Regions from separate parts of the Mus musculus genome. Here region 1 is linked to region 2. Evidence: chromatin contacts called from public HiChIP or PLAC-seq data. All regions are on one chromosome and are shown on one strand. The core of a region is the stretch at or near the end of the contact, and the rest is flanking DNA. Distances in the headings are between cores, read along the strand shown.

Region 1 (5,100 bases), core at 1,806-4,305, 160 kb before region 2:
TTCTGGAGATTGGAAGCCTGAACTCCATGCTTGGCAAACTTTGTTTCTTTTGAGGACTCAAGGGGAATCTGTTTAGTGGCTCTGTGTAACTTTTGGTGATACCTGGCTATGCTTGGTGCTCTTGGCTTATGATATATTACTGTAGCCTCTGCTTCCTTCTAACATGGAATTCATCATATGTATTTGTGTCTAAATTTGCTGTTGCTTAGTGACCTCATCTTAATTATGTCTCCAAGGGTCTTATTTCCAAGTAAGGTCACATTGTCAGGTTCTAAATTGGACATGAATTTTGGGAGAAATCTATCCAGCTGATTACAGTATTATAAAGGGAGATTATACAGAATGATAGGACTGGGCCTTCTGTAGTAAGGGATTCTGTGCTACTGTGCAAAGGGTCGGAGACCTCACTGTTGTGGAAGGAAGAGTCCAGTGAGTGCTCATTATGTTTGCAGGCAGGAACAACATGCTCCTCTAAAGCAGACCATGCACGGCTGCTCTTCAGGAAAGCCAGTGCGGTCCCTGGAGGACAGAAGGAGAGGGGTTAGAGCAGTAGCTGGACAGGTATCCCAGAGATCTGGATCTTCAGGAAACCACTGAAGGGTGATGAGCCGGAGCGGATCTGATTGACCTATGACTTATGCCTCTGTGAAAGAGGTAGACATGATGGAGGCAGGTGATTGAATACTGGGTTAAATCGTCATGGTGCGTGGAGGGGAGGTGGTGGGGGTGGGGTGGGGGAAGCAAGGATTAGTGAGAAGAAGTCTTGATGGGGTTTGAGTGTACAGTTGGCAGTTTTGCTGATCAGGTCTGGGAGGAAGAAGGGTGACTCCCAGTATTTTTGCCTCGAGCATCTAGAAGGAATTGCCATGGATGAGAGCGGAGTGTCATGTGATGTTGGTTATCAAATCTGGACTTAATTACTTCCGGGGGAATTGACCACAGAACCGATCCATAGAGCCATGAGACTGGATGTGATCCTTCAGCAGGGAAGGTGTGCAGGGAAGATGTTATGTAGTAGAGGGAAGACAGGTGAGCAGTGGCTGAGGAAGTGTCCAAAGGTAGGTCATAAAGGTTGGGTAAGAGATCCCCCAAAGTACCCTGAACACTTTCTAATGTTTATGGTGTTGGCGGCACCTTTCCCAAATATGTTTTTGTTATTTTTGTCCCTTCACTGTCTGACTGTTTTAGACCACTTCCGAGTCACTTTTAAGTGCCCTTCATTTCTAAATTCATTCTCTCAGATCTTTCCATCCTAAGTACTGCTGTGCTATCCCAAGCTTTCATTCTTTCACCACTGGTCAGATCCAGCATCCTATGTTAGTTATCCATAAAGTTCTTATCTTCAGTCTAGCCCATGAGTTTGTATAGATTTAGCTTAGAGTATGCAGGTCAGCCCTTTTTAATCATGCACCATGTCTTTGAAATCAGTCCACCATCTAAGACTTACTGCCATGCTCTGACACATTCACATTATTCTCATGGTCTCTTCTGCGAAACCTATACTCAAACCGTATTCCCAGTGATCCCTTCCAGACGGGAGCTTTCTTTTCTGTCTATGCTTGCTCATGCTTTTCTATCTGAAAAACAAAAACCCATTATCTTTTCTCTTTCCCAGACGTACTCTGAAAATGCCTTTGCTTTCAGAGCCTATAGGTAGTAATGTCTAGTTATTGTTTTCTTATAGTATATGTAATTTGTTATCTTGGTAATGTAGTTAGTGAGTCCATCACCAGTGAGACAAAATGACTAAAATGTTTTCCTCTGATGCCTGCACCCCGCCAGCTCATAGTGAGCTACTTTGTTCGTGTTGTTAACTCTAACAGATGAGAGCTTGGAAGGAACAAAAATTTGAATTTTTGAGTTGCACCAGAATTTTTTCTTTGATTATTTCAATCAGTTTCCAAATTCTAAACCTAAGAAAGAAGAAACAGAACATATTAGTTACTTTTCTCACTGCAATGGCACAATTCTTGACAACAGCATCTTGCAGAAGAAATTCTTTATTTTGGCTCACAGTTTGTAGGGAGACTGTCCTTAGTAGTAGGGAAAACATGGCAGCAGGATGTGAGGTAGCTGCTCACACTGCAGCCACAGCCATGAGTCAGAGAGACATGAATGCTGGTTCTCTGCTTGTTTTCTCTTATTTTCAGTCTGGGACCCAGTCCATGAGTTGTCACTTATGTCTTAGTCAATGTTCCGTTTCTGTGAAGGAAGAGACACACACTCACTACAGCAACTCTTATAGAGGAAAATATTTCATTGGGGGTGGTCTACAGGTTCAGAGCCTTAGTTCGTTATCATCATGGTGGGAAACATGTGGCAGGTAGGCAGACAAGGTGCTGGAGTGGTAGCTAAGAGTTCTACATCTTGATCCCCAGGCAGCAGGAAGAGAAAGAGATACTGGGCTTGGTTTGAGCATTGGAAACCTCAAAGCACACACGCAGTGACACTCTTCCTCTAACAAGGCCACACCTACTCCAACAAGGCCAGACTTCCTAATAGTGCCACTCCCTAGTGACCAAGCATATGAGTCTGTGGGGCTATTCCTGTTCAAACCACCACAACTACTCACATTGAAGGTGGGTTTTCTCTCAGTTAAACTCTGGAAATTCCCTCAAAGATACAACAGAGATATGTTTCCTAGGTGATCCCAAGTCCAGGAGAGTTGGCAAAGAAGATTAACTACCACCTAGAGAAATATAGCTTTTCTGTATTTTGAACTCTAGATATTAAATGTTCTTCATTAAGCAATAGAAAATAATGTAAATGAGAGAAAAAGGAGACGATCTGAGGAGTTCTTAAGGAAAGGAGCTGGATTAACAAAGGGTGTTAGTGGAGTTCTAGAGGATTTATGTAGAATATGGTTTTCTGAAATGCCTGGTAGTGATATTTCAAGAGTGACGCAGATTCTTGATGTGCTGTGTAAACAGTGTGCTGCCTCTGCTCTGGTGTGCACAGAAGCACCTTTCATTGCTGGCTGCCTGTGTGGAGGCTGACTCATCACTCACTCTGGAGTGTCAGCTGATACATGAATTTCAATTTCATTCAATTACCAAGTTTTAATTGGATCCCATTGCCAGACTGGTCCCCTGTTCCAGACTGTCTCCTCTAAGCTATGCTGTTACTATGGCTACTTGGTTCCTTCTGCTTTATCCCTGATGTCATCCCTGCAGCAGTGGATGACATCAACACCTACTCAGGTAGACTCCAGACAGTTACTGCAAAGCACTGTCACCTTGCACTTGCTTTCTTCTTACTGTCCATCTGGAATAGGAGCAGACCATGGTGGTAAGGCTCTTAATTTCCCTGTATCTCTTTTACTTAGTAACTTTTGCCAAGTGTAAGAGTTCTGGGACCTTAGGAACTTGTGGAAGCCATCTTTCTCTTCCCTTCCTGACTCTCAATGAGCCCAGTGCATTCTTTTAGGAGTATGGCATATACTGTACATAACCATCTGTCGTACAGTTTACATAAATGAGCCAAAAGACATCGCTTGCGTATTTAACAGAATGTCTTCCTTTGCTTGCTTGCTTATGGTAGCTTGGTGTAGGTTTTTTTTTTTTTTCTCTCCCTCTCTCTTCAAATGTATTTCTTTTTTTCTGGAGCTGGAGAGGATGAATCATTTCAGAGAGAGAATAATCTTTGTTCTGTATTACACTGCTATGTTGCTATATTTCTTGTGTTAATTGATGATCTTTATGCTTTCTGAGAAATGTTCAGTGGGCTTTTAATGTTTAACATATGTGTTTTTAATGAAAAAAAAAACCAACAAAATCATAATATGCTATGGAGTTCTTCCATTGACCATGGAATTTAAAAATTGCCATCGGCCCTGGAGGAGATCTGGTCTTAAAACCAACTGTTTCAGATGAGGAATACTATCCATCCAGATTTTAGAATGATATGTTGTTATGCTTTGTATCATGTGCTTGGGTTCACAGCCTACAACCTCACCTCACTGGATGTTACTTTTCTAGTTTCTTCTTAGCTCACACTACAGGGTAAACTAAGGTCGAGAGGCCTTCAATATCTTCCTTTCTTGTAGCTACAGAAGTAGGACTCACAGTTAACACAAATAAAAACAAAAATAAAACAAGAGAGCTCTCATAGTCCTTAGGAATAGAATCTGACAATAAAGACTTGCATTTACTCTGCTCCCTGCGCCTGCGGTTTTAATTTAACACATCAATGAAAAGACAGCATTTAAAAAGGGAGGGAACACCCAGCAGGACTTACTTTTATTAGTGCAATTTGTAAGAAATTACTGCATTTAATGAGAAAATCGTTAAGCATGAAAAAAACGGGCTGAGATGGAACTTGTGGAGCTTAGAGGGTGAGGTTTTAATTGAGTTTTTTACTTATTGGAGAGAGATGGTGATAACGATGATGTTGTTGTTAATAATAATAATAATCGTCTGGGGCTGCACCTCTTCTATGAGGAGGTCAGCACTCTGTATTTAGTTCTGCTCCCCTGCTACCCAGCATGCGTAGTGTGATAGTGTTGGGGACCCTTGTGTACCTGTGGACCCTTTTTCTCTTTCTGTGAGGAAGCCACAGCATTGTGCTAACTGGGGGATTAGGAGGCAGATCCCTGCAGAACAGTTCCTAAGGGGCAAAGGACAAAAGAGGCAAAGGGCGAGTGATGTGTCCCTCACTGCTGCGTGAACAGGCAATTTCAGAGGCCATTTTCAGGCTCATAAACTTTATGCCTTTTTGAAAAGTTCTGTGTCTTTTGATTTCTTTTTCCCCAATGAGAATATTCACTAGAATTTGTAAAAATGGAAGCAAGGAACACAGACATCCAAGGAAAACTTCTTGGAATCTTAGGTTAAGAAATAAATCGGGGTGGGGTTGGAGAGATGGCTCAGTGGTTAAGAGCACTGACTGCTCTTCCAGAGGTCCTGAGTTCAATTCCCAGCAACCACATGGAGGCTCACAATCATCTGTAATGGGATCTGATGCCCTCTTCTGGTGTGTCTGAAGATAGCTACAGTGTACTCATATAAATAAAATAAATAAATACATTTTTAAAAAAAGAAAGAAAAAAGAAAGAAATCAGCCTGTCTTTTGTTGTTTGGGGAAAAGTATTTAAAATACCTT
Region 2 (4,785 bases), core at 2,084-4,583:
ATATCTGTCTGGTGGACACCAGGCAGTCAGTGGACTGACAGGAGTGCTGTCTGCAGAGATCTGAATAGACAAGGAAGGGAGAATTTGCCTGACTCTAAAAAAAAAAAAGAAAAGAAAAGAAAAAAAAAACTCTGTTCCATGCCATGGATGTTGAAAGTTTAAGGGGAGGCAAGGGAAGGGGAAAAGATCAAGATTCTTTCACTTAAACTCACTCTGACTTAGAGTATTTGCTTCCAATAAGGAAAAAATCAAGATCACCAAGAAGTGTCTTGGAAAATTGAAGTAGCCTCAAAGAAACAAAGCAAACAAAACCCAAACAGGATTTTTGCACTTCAATCTGTGAGAATAGGAGGCAAGACCATCATCTTGTCACAGCTTCAAGAAAGGAAGAAATCTGAATGTAGAGCTGGATATGGGCTTGGGATGGGGTGTGTGATTCCACTAGCAAGAAACCAGCTAAAAGTGGTTCTTAGCAACAAGCTGGAAGGGCCCTCTGAGGCTCCTATTTCATAGCTTCTGGGGCTTCTGTTCTGAGATGCTGGTAGAAGTTTGAGGGTGAAATTGAAAAGACTTACTTTGGGAGAGGGTACAAAACCAATGTACAACTGAGTTTGTTACCAAACAGACTCCCTGCACCTATTGGTCAGCTTCTCTACAAGAAACATTGAGAAACTTGAAACACTACAGCCCTTGACACTAGACATCGCACAATAGATCCCTGGGGCAAATAATTAAATGGCAATCTGCCCAGCCCGGAGATACCACACACCAAAGCAGGGGAAGCAGGGGGAGGACTCACCTGTTCTGGTCCCTGGAAACAGATGCGGCAGAGGGGAGTTCTCATACCACTGTCCAAGCTACTTCCCAGAGAGTAGCAGTCCTCAGTTTTCTCCTTACAGAATTCATCAGAGGAAGCACTGCTGAGCAGGGAGGCAGGTGGCCCTGTGGCTGGGCCATCCCAGTCATCATCCCCAGAAGGAGGCAAAGGTGGTGGAGGTGGCAGAGGAGGGGTCTCCCTGCCCACCGCTTCTCGGGGGCCCCTCCAGCCTGCCCACCCCCCGGCACCCAGAGCCGGAAGGGTGTTGTTGTTGGCCGCCACACCAGGGAGCTGAGGGTCGCCGTGCATGGGCAGGGGCGCTGGAGGGGGGCGCCTCAGTAGGAAAACCTTCAGGTCATTGAAGAGCATTCGACAGCGGCACTTGAGGAGACCCTGGTGGCGCAACATCTGGGGAGCTGGGGTGCACAGTCCACAGCTGTACCAGCCGCAGCAGCAGCACCACCACCACAGCAGCCCACCCAGGGGCATGAGCATGTGATAGGGAAGCAGAGGACTGGAGAGGGGCAGCTGGAGTCTTTGAAGAGGTGGGTAGGGTGGGGCTTGGGGTCCACAGTGTTCCTGTGTTATGGAGGAACCTTTCTTATTGGCTCTTCTTATAACCCCTCCAAGCAGCAAATAAATTACCCTCTTGGACTGACAACTGTGAGTCAATGATTCTGAACGCTACTAAGGAAATGCAAAGTAAAAAAAGTTTTTCTTGCTCTAGCAGCCCCGCCCCAACCTCAGACTTAGTTCTGGCTGCTGTCTCCTTTCTGTCTTTGACCCCTGAACACTGCTGGGAGTAGGGCAACAGAAGCATCGGGGCTGGGATGCATGACCAATGTCTAATAGTTAAAAGTTCCCAAAGAAAGGGTTGCTAGGTTCTTCTCAATTCTCTAGGCTGTGGTAAATCTCTTTTATATAAAAACGGTGGATATAAATCAAATTTGGAGCAGCTTAGGGAACTCAGCTCAGTAAAGAATTGAGAATTGCACATGAGAGAGAGAGAAAGACAGACTGTCTCAGGTAGTATGAAGTGGTTGGGGAAAGGCAAGATTGGGTGGGGGTAGAAGACGTCCTAATTCTCTTGGGCAGAAAACCAGGACAATTGACCTCCAGCAGCACCAGAGTTGCTTTTAAGAGAGGAATTAGGGGGGCTGGTTGTGGGTGAAATTGGGCAAAGAGCTTCGCCTTGTGCTTCGCCTATGCAGCCAAAAGGCTACACAGAAGAGGTGGGATATAGGGCGGTGGACCGGGAAAGGATGGAGGAAAAAGAGATCCTTAACCCTCGGAGGGCTGCTGCCTTCCAGAGCTTAAGGTCCTGAATAGAGGAAGGGTGTGTGTTTGGGGTTGAGAAGGTGACAGAAGGATCTGAGAAAGGAGGTAGCGAAGAGGGGCTTGTGGGAGGGGAGAGTAAAGGGGAATAGTTACATGATCTCAGCCCCCAGCCCACTCCAGCTGCAGTCTGTAAGTCGGAGGCCCCTCCCCTTGGTTCCATCAAAGGTCCCTTCGGGCGAGGTTCGAGAGCTGGAAAATGGGCAGGTCCGGGCTGGAGAGTGGCTTCGCTTTCTCCTCCTCGTCCTCTTCTGGGTCGCTGTCGCCCTCCTCCTCCTGCTCTGGGTCTGCACGCGCCCGGCGCTGCTGCTGTGGCGGCAGAAGCGACTGCTGGTCTGCGTCCTGGTGTCTCCCAGGCGGGGGCTGCTCCAGCTGGTCCTCTGGCTGCTGCCCGCGGTCCAGCGCGGTCGCGACTCCAGGCTTCATGATCCTCCTCCTCTTCCTTCCCGAGGGGCTGGCCCTGAGCCCCCGCACCCGGGCAGTGCTGCCATGCAACCACAGACGAGGCAGGCGTGGGGGTAGGGGCGGTGGGGAAGTGATGGGGAGAATAAAAAATAAAATAATACTAATGGAACAATTCAGTTCTCGGATAATCAGGAAAGAGTGCTTCTGGTGGGTGGGGGTGGAGGAGGGCGGCTGTCAGGTCCTGTCGACAGCTCTGCCCCCGCTCCCCCCACCTTGGGCGGCCTCGGCCCGCTCTTTGCTCCCACCCCCACGCCGCCCCTCCTTCCTCCGGCTGCCTCTGGCTGGCTAGGCTCGCTTGCTGTTGCTACCTCTCCCAGATGCACCGAGGTAAGGCTTGTTTGCGGTGTAAGCTGAAGGTGGGGAGGAGGAATAGAGACGGTGTGGTCGAGATGGTCAGACAGACGGCACTTGGCTCCAGCTTGGTCCTGGAGACTCCCCAGAACCGTATATAAATATATCTCTTAGAAAAGCCGAAAAGGAAACAAATCAGATTCTAGCCTGCTGCCAGGTGTTGTCTTCCGCGGTTGCTCAGCACCCGCCGCCGCGACTGCTGCCCCCCTGGCTCAGTTCCCAAAGGGGTGGTGCTGGAAGGGAGGTGCCGGGCGGTAGGCTGGCGGTCCGAGGACTGGAAACAACCTTCTTAGAGCGGAGAAGGCACCCAGCTACTCCCACCCGAGCGGCCGTGAAGCCGCTGCTGCGTTCAGCACCTGGGTGAGTGGACAGCTCCCACCCAGACCCCGCGCGTCATGCCAGTGGGGGCCTGACGCAGACGCCGCTGAGGGATGGAGGAGGGAAAGAGCGAGAGACTAGGAGAGAGGGAGCCACAGGAGGAGAGAGAACTGTTTGAAGGAAGAGGAAGAAGATAGGGAGGAACCAGGGGAAAGGGAGGTACGAAGAGAAGGAGGGATTTAGGAGAGGAGGGAGGAGGCAGTGAAGAGTAAAGGAGGCAGAATGGGAACTTGGGTGGTGGAGTGATGCGTGTATTCACTCCAATGTCTTTTCCCAGATAGAAAGAATTCGGGTGGACAGCACCATTCGTAAGCTCCCTGTCCACCGTTCGTCCCTCTCACCGCTTCCCTCAGCACGTATACACCCAATACAGTTTCCTTTTAACCAAAATCTATGATGCTCTTCTTTACACGCACTTAAAGTAGATGTCACTTGGTAGCTTTAGAAAGGATAAAGTTTTGTGACTTCCATATTGAAGCTGGCCCCTGGTGGAGATTAAATCTCTCATGACTTTAGAACTCACGAGAAAAGTGCTTCTTAAACCTTGAAGCATTTTTGCCTTCTAGAATTTAAACTGCAACAAGAAAGGAAATGTCCTCTTTCATCTTCTCTCCTCTCTCCTCCCCCTCCCCCTCCCCTCCCCCTCGACCTCCCCCTCCTCCTCTTCCTTCTCTTCCTCTTCCTTCTCCTCTCTCCCTTCTCTCCCTGACCCTGCATTATGTGTTGGATTCATTTTTATTCTCATATGCCTAAGTCAACCTAATATTCCTAGGCTTGAGGTAAAATACATATTTGTTATATAGCCACCATTACCAGTGTCATCTTTACTTCAAGCTGTTACGTTCTTTCGGCTGTGACTCATAAGAATCCAGGGCAATAATATACCCTCATGCTAACTAAAATCCCTAGCCTTCCCCCATCCGAATTTTCCACAGAGCCACCAGCGAGGAGAGATTGGAAGTTGACTTTAATTTCCTCTGCCCTTTCTTCTTATTTGTACCACTCTACCCATCCTTGTCAAGGCATTTCCAATGAACAGAAGAGTATTCCTAAATGCAGAGACCCAGAGAGAAGGAAGCCCAAAACAAGCTGTATCAATACTTGCTGTTTACAACTGCAGACTTGGGCCATTTGTAATTTAGAATCCCACTCCGCCCCACCCCTGCCACTACTGTTAGGGTCACAGACTTAGAAAACACACTGCAATGAGTCATCTACAGAGCTGGGCTAATTATGCTAATGCACTTAGAAATTCTGATGCTGTAGACAGAGTAGAATGTAAAATCACCACACCAAAATATCACTGGCATGAAAGCTCGCTCAGTGAGTCATAAGGAAGCTGCCCTTTTGTTGGTGTCTCCATGGATATTCATCGCCCTGAGCCCGAGGGAGCGGATGATCTCTAGGTCTTGGCCAACCAAGCATGGCTGCTTGGCTGA

What was found. HiChIP or PLAC-seq counts read pairs in DNA pulled down with a chosen protein or histone mark.
Region 1: a contact with region 2 is called in an H3K4me3 HiChIP or PLAC-seq map of forebrain, with 4 times the contacts expected there. The contact joins the enhancer-like site here to the promoter of Marchf4 in region 2. A contact is called at or near these places in 4 of 39 promoter capture datasets (cranial neural crest, embryonic stem cells, hippocampal neurons and 1 more), 6 of 484 Hi-C or Micro-C datasets (the AtT-20 cell line, the N1E-115 cell line, cerebral cortex and 2 more), 7 of 115 datasets of contacts at active chromatin or transcription factors (VIP interneurons, astrocytes, embryonic forebrain and 4 more) and 3 of 9 other capture datasets (adipose tissue, liver and pancreatic islet).

Annotation. Positions count from the first base shown.
Region 1 is chr1:72,369,651-72,374,750 of GRCm38.p6, forward strand. The region is part of intron 16 of Xrcc5 (X-ray repair complementing defective repair in Chinese hamster cells 5); the gene reads left to right. Among named protein-coding and RNA genes, the nearest start is that of Gm39661, 41 kb to the right of the region's middle. Within about 2 kb of position 3,056, at least 59 of the 459 cell types and tissues checked have an H3K27ac peak or open chromatin away from gene starts, as enhancers often do. A contact at or near this core is called in the AtT-20 cell line, the N1E-115 cell line, cortical neurons and 3 more, where this site is marked.
Region 2 is chr1:72,533,826-72,538,610 of GRCm38.p6, forward strand. Marchf4 (membrane associated ring-CH-type finger 4) reads right to left here and starts at 3,334. Exons shown (of 4, transcript NM_001045533.2): 1 at 800-3,334. The coding sequence starts at 1,312. It also overlaps a transcript of Smarcal1 not described here.